Regions from separate parts of the Hordeum vulgare genome. Here regions 1 and 2 are each linked to region 3. Evidence: chromatin contacts called from public Hi-C data. All regions are on one chromosome and are shown on one strand. The core of a region is the stretch at or near the end of the contact, and the rest is flanking DNA. Distances in the headings are between cores, read along the strand shown. Region 1 holds the start of LOC123429772 (BTB/POZ domain-containing protein At3g49900). Region 2 has its middle 120 kb from the start of LOC123429772. Region 3 holds the start of LOC123425492 (interferon-related developmental regulator 2-like).

What was found. A called contact is a pair of places that touch in the nucleus more often than the background predicts.
Region 1: a contact with region 3 is called in a Hi-C map of seedling, with 6 times the contacts expected there. The contact joins the promoter of LOC123429772 here to the promoter of LOC123425492 in region 3. A contact is called at or near these places in 3 of 6 Hi-C or Micro-C datasets (leaf and seedling) and 1 of 1 datasets of contacts at active chromatin or transcription factors (embryo).
Region 2: a Hi-C map of seedling shows a contact between it and region 3, with 4 times the contacts expected there. The contact joins the enhancer-like site here to the promoter of LOC123425492 in region 3. A contact is called at or near these places in 1 of 6 Hi-C or Micro-C datasets (seedling) and 1 of 1 datasets of contacts at active chromatin or transcription factors (embryo).

The regions. Positions count from the first base shown.
Region 1 is chr2H:126,228,985-126,232,644 of MorexV3_pseudomolecules_assembly, reverse strand. It overlaps LOC123429772 (BTB/POZ domain-containing protein At3g49900), which reads left to right and starts at 1,339. Exons shown (of 4, transcript XM_045113770.1): 1 at 1,339-1,804; 2 at 1,938-2,010. The coding sequence starts at 1,587.
Region 2 is chr2H:126,350,575-126,354,040 of MorexV3_pseudomolecules_assembly, reverse strand. It overlaps the pseudogene LOC123429773. Among protein-coding and RNA genes, the nearest start is that of LOC123429772, 120 kb to the right of the region's middle. Within about 2 kb of position 1,475, at least 3 of the 3 cell types and tissues checked have open chromatin away from gene starts, as enhancers often do. A contact at or near this core is called in seedling, where this site is marked.
Region 3 is chr2H:125,381,336-125,384,806 of MorexV3_pseudomolecules_assembly, reverse strand. It overlaps LOC123425492 (interferon-related developmental regulator 2-like), which reads left to right and starts at 2,182. Exons shown (of 13, transcript XM_045109190.1): 1 at 2,182-2,652; 2 at 2,776-2,953. The coding sequence starts at 2,643. It also overlaps the pseudogene LOC123425827.

The DNA of each region.
Region 1 (3,660 bases), core at 90-2,589, 850 kb before region 3:
CACCCGAGAGCCTCCATGGAATCGTCGGACCTTAACAGAAGGTTGGCACATTTTCATGGGGAAAATTGACTTTTGAATATATTTTACAGATTTACGAGCACTAGTGCAATCTCAAGATGACCTCCGATGGAGAAGTGTTGAACATGAAAATTATTCACCTCTTGGAGAAGAACAAGTCTGCTTTTTGCACCATCGTGATCTGACAACATATGCGCCCTGCAAAATTGGAACAAGAGGGTTACTCTATCCATTTTGCATCCCTGAGCCTTCGGGTTTAGTCCGGAGCTCACGGAAAAGGGGTTTTCCCCACTTTATATTACAAAGCAACCAACCGAGACATTCATTGATAGGTGCTAGGGCGGAAGGAGCATAGTCACACCCAAAATAATTGAAAAAGGAAATACAAAATAAACAAATGCCGAAACTGACACTTCGACAAAAACGAAGAAGCCTCGCGACCGCTGCGCCCACCAAGGATCTTCCACCAAGCTCCACGACTCCGAAGCGCCGGTACCAATCAACACATCCAAAAAGGACTGCGACGATGACGACGTTGCTACCAAGGGTTTCCCCCAATACACGACGAGGCGCGAGGAAGGGTAGACCTGACGCCCTCCAGAAAGGTTCGGCGGCACCCAAAGACGCCACCGCGTCGGTATCGGTCGGCCGACAGGAGTTTTCTTTTACATTTTCTTCTTTACCTTGGTTTTTACCTTCCTCATTCTTGGTTGTTCTTCGGGGTTGACGACAGTGATGCGGGAGTCCCTAGAGTTTCTGGCCAGTTGATGTCTTCGTGCATTCAAAGTTAGATTCGTCTTGAGCCTCTGTTATGAAAAAACAAAAAAAAAAGAGGCCCAAGAGATGACCAGGTCAGCTTAGAGCATCCCATAACTGTCGTGCACCTTGACGGCGTCCTTTCCAGACATGTGGGTATTCGGATCTTCAAAAGACCTTGTTGGCGTGTCCTGTGTATTGTGCTCCCGACAAGACTCCTCCAACAACATATCGTGTATATCGTGATCGGTGTCAGGTGTACACGATGACGCGTTCGTGTGCGAACAGTAACACTCTTGATAAGGGTAACTTAATTTTTACACGAAAATTTTGAAGCTACCGGTCGGTCGAGCCATGGTTGGCCCCTTATTCGTTGGTGTCTTCGTGGCGGGCGACAAGTTGGGCCATCCATTGCACCATCGGACGGCCCGAGACCCGTGTCGGCAACCACTTCAGTTAATCTCAGGCTTCACACAAATGGACTGGGCTGCATCCACGACCACGATCGACCCCCTTACCCCCACGGAGGACGAAAACAAAACAAAACAAAACAAACACGAGCAGGAGCAGTGGTGCAGACCGAAGGACAGCGCTCGATCGGGGACGCGGGGGGTGCCACCGCATTTACCAGCCACATGCACGCATTCATTGCCATCCCGATTCAACACCCGGCTCCCTAATGGCATCGCCCGGTACTAGGACTACAAGAGCCGCAGCGGCAGCCGTCGCTCCTCCTCCACAGGGACAGGGGTCGTAGTAGCGGTAGATAGGACAAGAAGTCGGAGATCGAGAAGGAGTAGGATCCAACAGGCATGGAGATGGGCAGGAGTTGGCAAGAGCTCGGCGTCGTCGACACCATCTACGAGGACGACCAAGAGGAGGAAGACGAGGAGGAGGAGGAGGAGGAAACGGAGGACTGCTTCAACTCGCCCACCATGTCCTCCTCGGCGCCCACGTCGGCGTCGTGCTCGCCCGCGGCTCCGTCCGCCTCCTCCCTCCCGCCGGCGCTCAGGAACGCGGTGCAAGGATGGTATGTGTGTCAGTCAATGTCACAGTTCAGTTCGTTGTGATCTGTCCTTGAATCCTAGGACGTACGCGGTGTTTAGAATTCGGCATCATCTGACTGACTGGAGATCGGTTTCTTGCCTCCGTGTTTCAATTAGGTCGCGGGAGAATGGATTGCGCAAGCCGGACGTGATCGTGCGTGTCCAAGAACACTGCTTCCATCTGCACAGGGTAAGACATACCAACATTGGCCTGTCCATTTCCTTCTTTTCTTGAACGATCCAACACTTCAGAGAGAAATTCACCACCCCAGTTAAAAATCGACGGCAGTGATGATGAATTACTTCTTTCTTCTTCGAAACTGCCATATTAGTCGATTTTTACCACATGCCAAGCGTTTCCTTGGGATCTCCTATGGCATCTAGACCTGAGCAAAACGGAACCGACTTCTCCTAGTCTCCTGCACTAGTAACTCCTGCCAATTTTCTTTTAACCAATAGGGAAAAATAATGTATAGACCGTGCTGCAGCTGCATGTTTTCCGTTAGTAGGAATTTTTTTAATTTATGGCAAATCAATACGAACCCTGCTGGATACGTGCGCAGCGCAGAGATGATAGCGCAGTCCACGCCCACGTCGTCAGACGTTTCTTGTGACGGTCTAAGGAACGAGGAGTAACTGACAAAATAGTTACCGCGTACTCCTGGCAGTGCCCATAGCAGGTTCACCATGGGACTTTCAAAAAGATAACAATGCGGGATTGCGGGTAACTTGGCTCTTAGTTTCAACCTTGCACTGAGAATTCTTTGGGCGTACCCTTCTCCCTGTTAGGTGTCGGCCAATACTATCACTGTAGCACCACACTGAACAATGGGATCCACATAAGATGCTCATTTGGATTATGGGATTCTTCCCCGAATTCGCGTAAAATTCCTGCAGGAAACAGTTCAGTAACCTCTGGATTAGCTTAAATTTTCGTCATGGCAAAAAGTGCCCCAAGTAGACAAATGCCAGAGCCTCTGCCCCCACGATCAACAGCTACCAATGGCGTTCTAACAGGCAATAATTGATGGACGATTCTGTACCACATTTACTCCATTGCCTTGATTAGCGCACTGGCATGCGTGCAGCAGGAGCGATCGTAAACTTCCAGTAACCTCTGTCGCAGGAGTTACTGGCGCCTTCAGAAAAGTTTACTGCCTGCCATCCTGGCTTTACATGCACATTGACCGTAGCATATTTGTTCCTGCTCCTGCATCATCTCTTTCACCTGCTGTGCTCTGTGTTGGTTTTAACTGAACTTTGACATGGTAAGGAGTGTTGCAATAAGAGGTCGAGGAGATCTCACGTAAAAATGGTGAATACGTGTAGCGATTAGGCTTTTGGCCCCTCCAGTACACATGAATGTATGATCCAACACATGGGTTGGGGCAGCTCGCGTATTGAATTCGACGTAGATTTACAGGCGATATTGCCGGAAATTCAAGTGGTGTAGCATGAATCTCTTTCTCGATCGGGACCATGCAGTATCGACGTACTGCGACGAGAGGTATCGCCCATTTCATTCATGCTGGCCGACAGAAGGGAGATCTGAGTAAATGTGACGATCAGACGGACGGACCATTTCAAAATTTATTTATGGAGTCGTACTGAGTAGTAGTATTAAACTTGATCGTAGTAGCACTGCTTTGCTCGGATTTGGATTTCACAGTTGGGAACATTCTGCCATTTTGTTTTCAGCTTAGCCGCAGCTCGTTGCTTACAAGGTTTTTCGTACACTAATACTGCTATTTTTTAGCCAGCCAAGAGATTGATGTGACAAATGAAATGGTACTAGTAGTTTTTCTTTTAACTCAATTAAGCGACAGTTAAACTTAAACGA
Region 2 (3,466 bases), core at 226-2,725, 970 kb before region 3:
TATGGTCGCCCTACCTCGCACAACTGCGTCTCGAGAGTAGCCACGGCACTCCCACCACTAGTAAAGGGCTCTCTGCAAGCATCGACCAAAGTAATTAACAATGCCCCGTCCCATAATGGGTATTGTGGTCGCACATGTAAGGTTGGGACGGTCGAAAAATCTTAAATCCAATCCCATTTCCGAAATGCACACATAAAACCTTTCTCGGTACACCACTTCTTTCTCAAGTGGTCACTCTTCTCACACCATCTCCCTTAGGCATTAGTGGCACCCGACGGGGTTTTTAAAAAAACGTTTTAAGTCACCTTTCCTTTTACCGCCACCATGCATGCACCCATGCACCCATTCCCATGTGTAGCATTACTAGCAACCTAACTACACGCACCCGCACAACCCTCATAGATGGTTGGGTTATGCCCAAGTGCAAGTGTCAAAAGGAACTACCGGTAACACCTCACCGAGGTAGTTGCCGATCCAAAATAGTCTTATGCATCGGAAATAAATGCTTCATATGACATGCACAAAAGTATTTTCTCATACATGGTCGAGGGCTGCTTGCCTGGTTCAGCAAGGTCTTTGATGTATTCTAACGCTTCTCCTCCCACTTCGAGCACTTAATCTACTCCGTCTACTATCGCGAGAAACAACCATGATAAGCCACACAACAAGCAAAAAAAAAGTTTTCTTTAAATAGATTTTTTATTTTTCTTGGACATCTTTGGTCATAAGAAAAAAACCTAAACCTTGTTCTAAGAGATTCGGATCACTAGAGATTTTTGAACGGAGGAAGTGGAGGCATCACTGGCCCCACAAGAAGTATACAGAAAATATTTTCATAAAAATGAGTGGAGGCACTCATTTAATAGGGCATGAATTTAGAAACATTTAGGAAGTGGTTTCATTGGATTTGGAGTTGGTATGGATTTCCTATGGATTTTGTAACATGAAATAAATGGAAATAGGTGCTATCTATTTGATCCAGGAGACACAATGCCAGAGAAAAATGTTGACTAAAGCTAGAAAAATATAGCATGATATTCTAAGTCTCTGGAAATTGGAATCGCTCCATTTGGAGTTGATTTAGATTTTCTAGGGATTTTGCAAGGTGGGATTTGAAATACTCCAATTTGGATTTGAATATTAACACTACGGAATGGTTCTTTCGAAAAATGTGCAATATACATATCTGGATAGGAAAGGATTTTAGAAGCTCCTAGAAATTTGAATCATCAAATTTGGATGCCATATGAATTTGCTAGGATTTAATTACTCTCTCTAGAAAATAAGAAAAAAGAAAAGCCAATTACCTAGGCGGGCCTAAGACACGCAGTGGGCGCAACTTAGTGTTGCAGCGAACTGGGACGGTCCAGTTGCCCGGGGAAGTGAGCAAAAGGGGCCACGCAGGAGGCACCTTCGGGCTTTACTAATCCTATGCGGGGAGGCGACGAGGAGGGGAACCCGTCTCCACTTATGAGTGGGCCCGACCCGCTGGGTCGCTGGTGCCCGAGCCCCGACGGTCAGAGTCTTCTTCCTCCCCTGCTCGAATGGAGATGGTGCAGGGGAGGCAGAGGTGAGCGGCGCCTGGCGCTTGCCCCGGCGGCACTGGCCTCCTCCGGTGCTAGCCTAGCCATCCTCGGGCGTGGGGGGATGCAGCGCATGCATTCCCACACCCTACGGACGTCGAGGACCACCAGAACAACGCCAGCGACGGCAAGCGGGTGGCAGCGACGACGAACTTGGATAGGGGGGCACAACCAAGGGAAGAGGAGATGGGGCCGAGGGGGAGGAGGGACACGACTCTGAGGGGACTCCAACATGGACTAGAGGGGGAAGGGAGAAACCGCGGCCTCGGATTTGAGCTGCGGTTGGCGGAGAAGCTACGGGCACGGGGATGGACGCAGGGCTCGGGATAGAGAATGGGGAGGTCCGGGAGGCCATTAGGAGGGAGAGGGAGTGAAGTGGCCGAGAGGGGACTCGAGCAGGGCCAAATGGAGGGGGAGCGACGAAGGGGAGCTTGGGTCTGCCTCGGGTGCATTCTGATGCGGCGAGCACACGCGTCAAGTCCACCTTGGAGGCTTGCTGGTGTAGGGGAGATGTGGCAGCTCGAGGGAGGCTCTGTGGCGCATGTGGGCATCTGGCTGCACCCTGCCATGAGCTACGAGACAAGGACAAGGCACACAGCACCGTTAGTGCATGCGAGCAGCATGGTCACCATGCCCACACCTGTCCACAGTAGCCTTTTGGTTTGTCAAAGATGTTTGGCATGCAAGGCATGCGTGCACGAGAGTGATGTAGGAGTTTGGTATCGTATGATACTGCTTAGGCTGGGTTTCATCTCTGGTTAAGTTTGTAGCAACAAACTTGGGCTCTCTCAAAAGTGGTTTTACTGTTGGGCATAGGGGATGAGACCTTGTCTAGGGGGATTAGGTATGGAAAGGCTGCAAGTACACCAAGTTTTAATTCTAGGAGGGTGAGAGTATCTAGCACTTGCAGTTCAAGGCTACAATTTTGCCAAAAATCAAGTTTCGGATGGGCTTCTCATATTTTCACATGAGCATGCCATATCTTTGTTTGAAATACTGCATTAGCATTCTAGAGGTGATCTGGATGGATGTGGGGGGATTGTCTTGAACAAAAATATTGTAAGAGGGTAAAAGAGGTGTTGAGATTGTAAAAAGGAGAGGTAAAGAGAGGAAGTTACCCTCCAATAATTGACCAGGGGCCATGGCAAAGTTACTAGAAGTAAAGGGGGACTAGGAGGGGCTGTGGTAAGAATTTGAGCTAAAAGTGGAAGGGGCAAAGCAGCAAATTTGGTAAGTGAACAGAAGGTGTTTGATGGGTGTTAGGTCAAAATTAAACTTAACATGATCACATGTTAGGTCAAAATGAGCTTGTACACCAAATTTGGGTTTTTGCGGAGAAAGTTTCGAATGTAGACTTGAAAAACACATGAAATGGACAGAAATGGCTTTCTACAGATAAAACCATGCAAATTAATTCCCAATTCTAGAAATCAGCATAGAAGGTTTTGAGGGGTTTTGGACAAGTTCATCCATTTTCCTTGATGCGCCACTTGGTGTGGATTTATTATTGGAGCATCAGAACATGTCCACAAAATTTGAACACAATTGGTGACACATGGCAAAGTAGAGTTGCTCAAATTTGGATATGGACAAATAGTGTTTTTGAATAATTAGGTGAATCAAATCAACATGGATTGAGATGAAACTTGGCAAGATCATCACATATATCATGTGTGACATCCTAGAATTTTAATGGGATTTATTGACAATATTTCTTATGGAAATATTCCAAAAGCTTGAAATAGAGAGAAAGGTTTATCAAGGGTTTTGTCCAATATTTTGAACATCACCATGTGTTGAAACTCTTATATATTGAATATATATGTCCACTAAGTTTCCCTAAATTTTTTCAAATATTTTTAACGCAAGAAACATATTTTTCC
Region 3 (3,471 bases), core at 933-3,432:
CTCCTTACCCTTCGACCGCGCGGATGTTGACGACGTTGGCGAGGGGGGGGGGGCGCCGGTTGTTGGCCTCAACGTTGCCGATTTAGCCTAGGGCGCGGCAGGTGTTCTTGGGGTCAGGCTTGTCGGCCATGGCCACCTTCTGCTTGCCCATGGCGGGGACACCACCACCACCACCTAAGGTTGCACGACACAAACAAGAAGTCAGATCCGTCGCTCGGAGGTGGATCAAATCAAACCACATCAAATCGTCATCAGAGTATAGCAACAATCAATTCAGACCAAAAACAAGGATTGGAATCTTGAATAATCAATCGGGGGGGGGGGAGCCACGGATCAGATGCTTGAAGCACAATCTTAACAAGAAATTCGCCGGGACAAACAAAAACACATCAAGGATTCACCCCAGCCAGTCCCCATCAATTAGCCCATGGAGGCGTAGATCTCAGCCGACCCACGTACCGCATGCGTGTTCATGGCATGGGGCTCGTTCCATCTAATGCCCACCAAGACAACGCGGTGTGCCCAAGCTCATCGCCCATCGACGTGCACATGCCGCCACAAGCGAGGCTCGCCCAGGAACATGCCTGCTTGGATTTAGGACAAAGGGGGCGATTGAAACTCGGACGACGTTTCTAGAGGCCGCAGCCTGGTGCTGGAGGCGGCGACTGAAACTCGGACGGCGTTTCTAGAGGCCGCATCCTGGTGCTGGAGGCGGCGACAGACAGTGTACTCAGAGAGACTCGACGGAGGCTGGGATGCGTGGATGGAGCCAAAGATATTGTACGCGTGTTGGCGGCCATGATGGTGAGGCGGTGGCCATAAGGCACGTAGGAGGCACGAGAGGATAGATTGAAAGAAGGGGGAAGAGAAGGGATGATCAGTGGGCGACGAAACTGCTTCCCTATGACCCGATGGGTTGGAAGCGGGCGGCGTACACGGGAGATCGTGGGCTACCATCACGAGGGTGAGGAGATCCGGAGCTAGAGGTTAGGAGAATACCGGGCTTGGGTGGGTTGCGATAAAAAGATTTGACGAAGCAATCGTGCGAGGGGTCGATAGGTGGGAGGGGAACTCGTGCGAGGGAAAGGGAGGTCGAACCATCACCACAGACGACAGATCCTTTAATAGTAAAGATTTCGTCCAACCTTTACAAATTCAAGGTTTAAAATAACTTTTTCAAAAAAAAAACATCAGACACGATTCAAGACGTACCGCGTGCCGTGCCTGATTCATGACGGGTCGTGTCGGCATGCTCTGGGGGCTGGCCTGTTTGGTCCGGTTTGTTTGACCAGCTCTGGCTCCGACAGAAGCCTCGAGCAGCTGCCGTCGAGCGCGTCGGTCTCCAACGTGGCGGGATCCCACCTTGAGCGGTCCTGCAGGCTGCAGCCTTTGCTGCGAGCGAACGGCAGGTCGGCACCGCGCAGCGAGCGGCGTACACCTCACAGAAGCGGCCCCCGTCCCCGTGTCACCGCAACACATGTCCTCGGATAGCCGACGCGCCGCGGTGGGGGCTCGGCGCCACTCGCGGGTTGCCACGGCGCCACTCGGTTTGAGACTTTGATTGAAGACGTGGGCGCCCGAGGCCCGTTGCCTGCGCGCTCGCCAGAAAGCGCCAGGGGCGAGCTGAACCGTGCGGAGAGAATATCCGGTGAGCAGTTCTGGACTAGCGGCATCTCGCTCATCGCACCCCTGAAAATTCTCATCAGATGCCATGCAAGGGTACGTGCAATTTCTGTAGCTGATCCGGCATAAGTTTGCTTGTTTGTTCGACGGCCAACGATCACGCACGCCTAGCCGGTGAGCCATTTAACACAGAAGGGGTGTGGTTCAACGCTCTATTTTTCTGGGTATCTATTTAAACACGCTATCCCACTTGACTTAGGTATAAAATTAAAAACACGGTAGCGTGACTTATATTGCGAATTAGTGCCAAGTCTTGTATCTTCACACCAACGCTTTTCCGGTCAAAGTGGCCCGACTTTGCTTTACAGTATAGCCTTCATGTCGCCCTCAAGTTATATACTGTGTTTTCGTTTCACGAGGTAAAAAAGTACTACTTGTACTCCTATACAAATACAAAACGAGAAAAAGAAAAGACGGACAAGCAAACGGAGCCGAGGAAGAAAAGCTATCGATCGAAGGTAGTAGTAGTACCGTGCCCTAGTTCCCAACTCGGACGGACCCCGTCTCTCTCTTCCGCCCTCCACCGCTCGTTTATATTTGCCCCGTTCCCCACCCCGCACGGCCGAAGCCGCCTCCCTCCTCCCCGTCCGCCTCCGTCCCTCCACCGCCAAGCCCAAAGAGAGAACCGGAGACCACGGCCCGGCCAGCCCCTCCCCATCCCCGACCCCGCGCCCTCGCTACTACATGGCAGCTCGGCGTCTCCACGGCCAATCCGACTCCGAAACCCTCAAGAACAACCCCTGCTTCTGCTTCTGCTTCTCCGGCCCTTGTCCTCAGCCGCGCGCCGCGCATCTCGATTCCGCCCGCGCCCGCTCCTGATTGGTGCTCCGCGTGCGCCGTGTCCTGACCCCTGACCGACTCCCGCTGCGCGGCTGCTTGCGCGGCGCCGCTGGTTCCTTCTTGCTGCGATTCTCGTCCGTTTCGTGATTCCGGTTTCCTGCTGCCCGGCCGGCCTCGCCATGGGGAAGAGTAAGTCTTTGTTTCGCTGGCTGCTTGTTTTTTTGCTCTCTTTCCTGCTGGGTGGGTTGATTTGGCTTTTGGGGTGCTGATTCTGATTGGTTTTGGGGGGCTTGTCTTATTCTTCTTCTTCAGGTAAGAAGAGCAAGGTCCGCGGCGCCGGAGGGGACGACCTTCTGGACAGCAGCGACGCCGACAGCGTGGGATCGTCGTCCACCGCGCTCTCAGATCTCTCCATCTCGTACGCCACCGAGAACGTCAACTCGCACGAGTTTGTTCTCGACAAGTACATCGACGCTCTCTACGAGAAGAGGTGGGGTTCTCTAGCATTTCTTTATTTATGTCGTCACTGCAGCAGCAGTCTTGTGCTATGCAAAGGAATGTGTCGTTACTGGTGTGGTGTAATAGCATCACAATAGAGTAGAATGATGGTTTCGCAGCTGGTCCTTGTTGGCTGACAAATGTTGATTCTGTGGATAGATTAGGATGATGTTGTTAACATGACATTTGATATACCATGCTACATGGCTTCATGTTGGACTAGACCCTCTCCTTTACCTGTTGGGTTTTGCAAGAACTTAGTAGCTTGGACTATGTCTACAAGAACTTAAGCTATGAAGATTGAAAAAATGCATTATCCTGTAGCTCATGTTATTATTACCTTCTGGGTCATTGTGTTATGTTACAAAGTTATGGCAAGTTCTACTCGGGAAGGCTGTCATAGGTAGCTCGTTTATGAAATTTGACTTCTAATAAGTACTACTCCGTCCCATAATATAAGACATTTTTGCAAGCTAAACTAGCTTGCAAAAACGTCTTACATTATGGTAC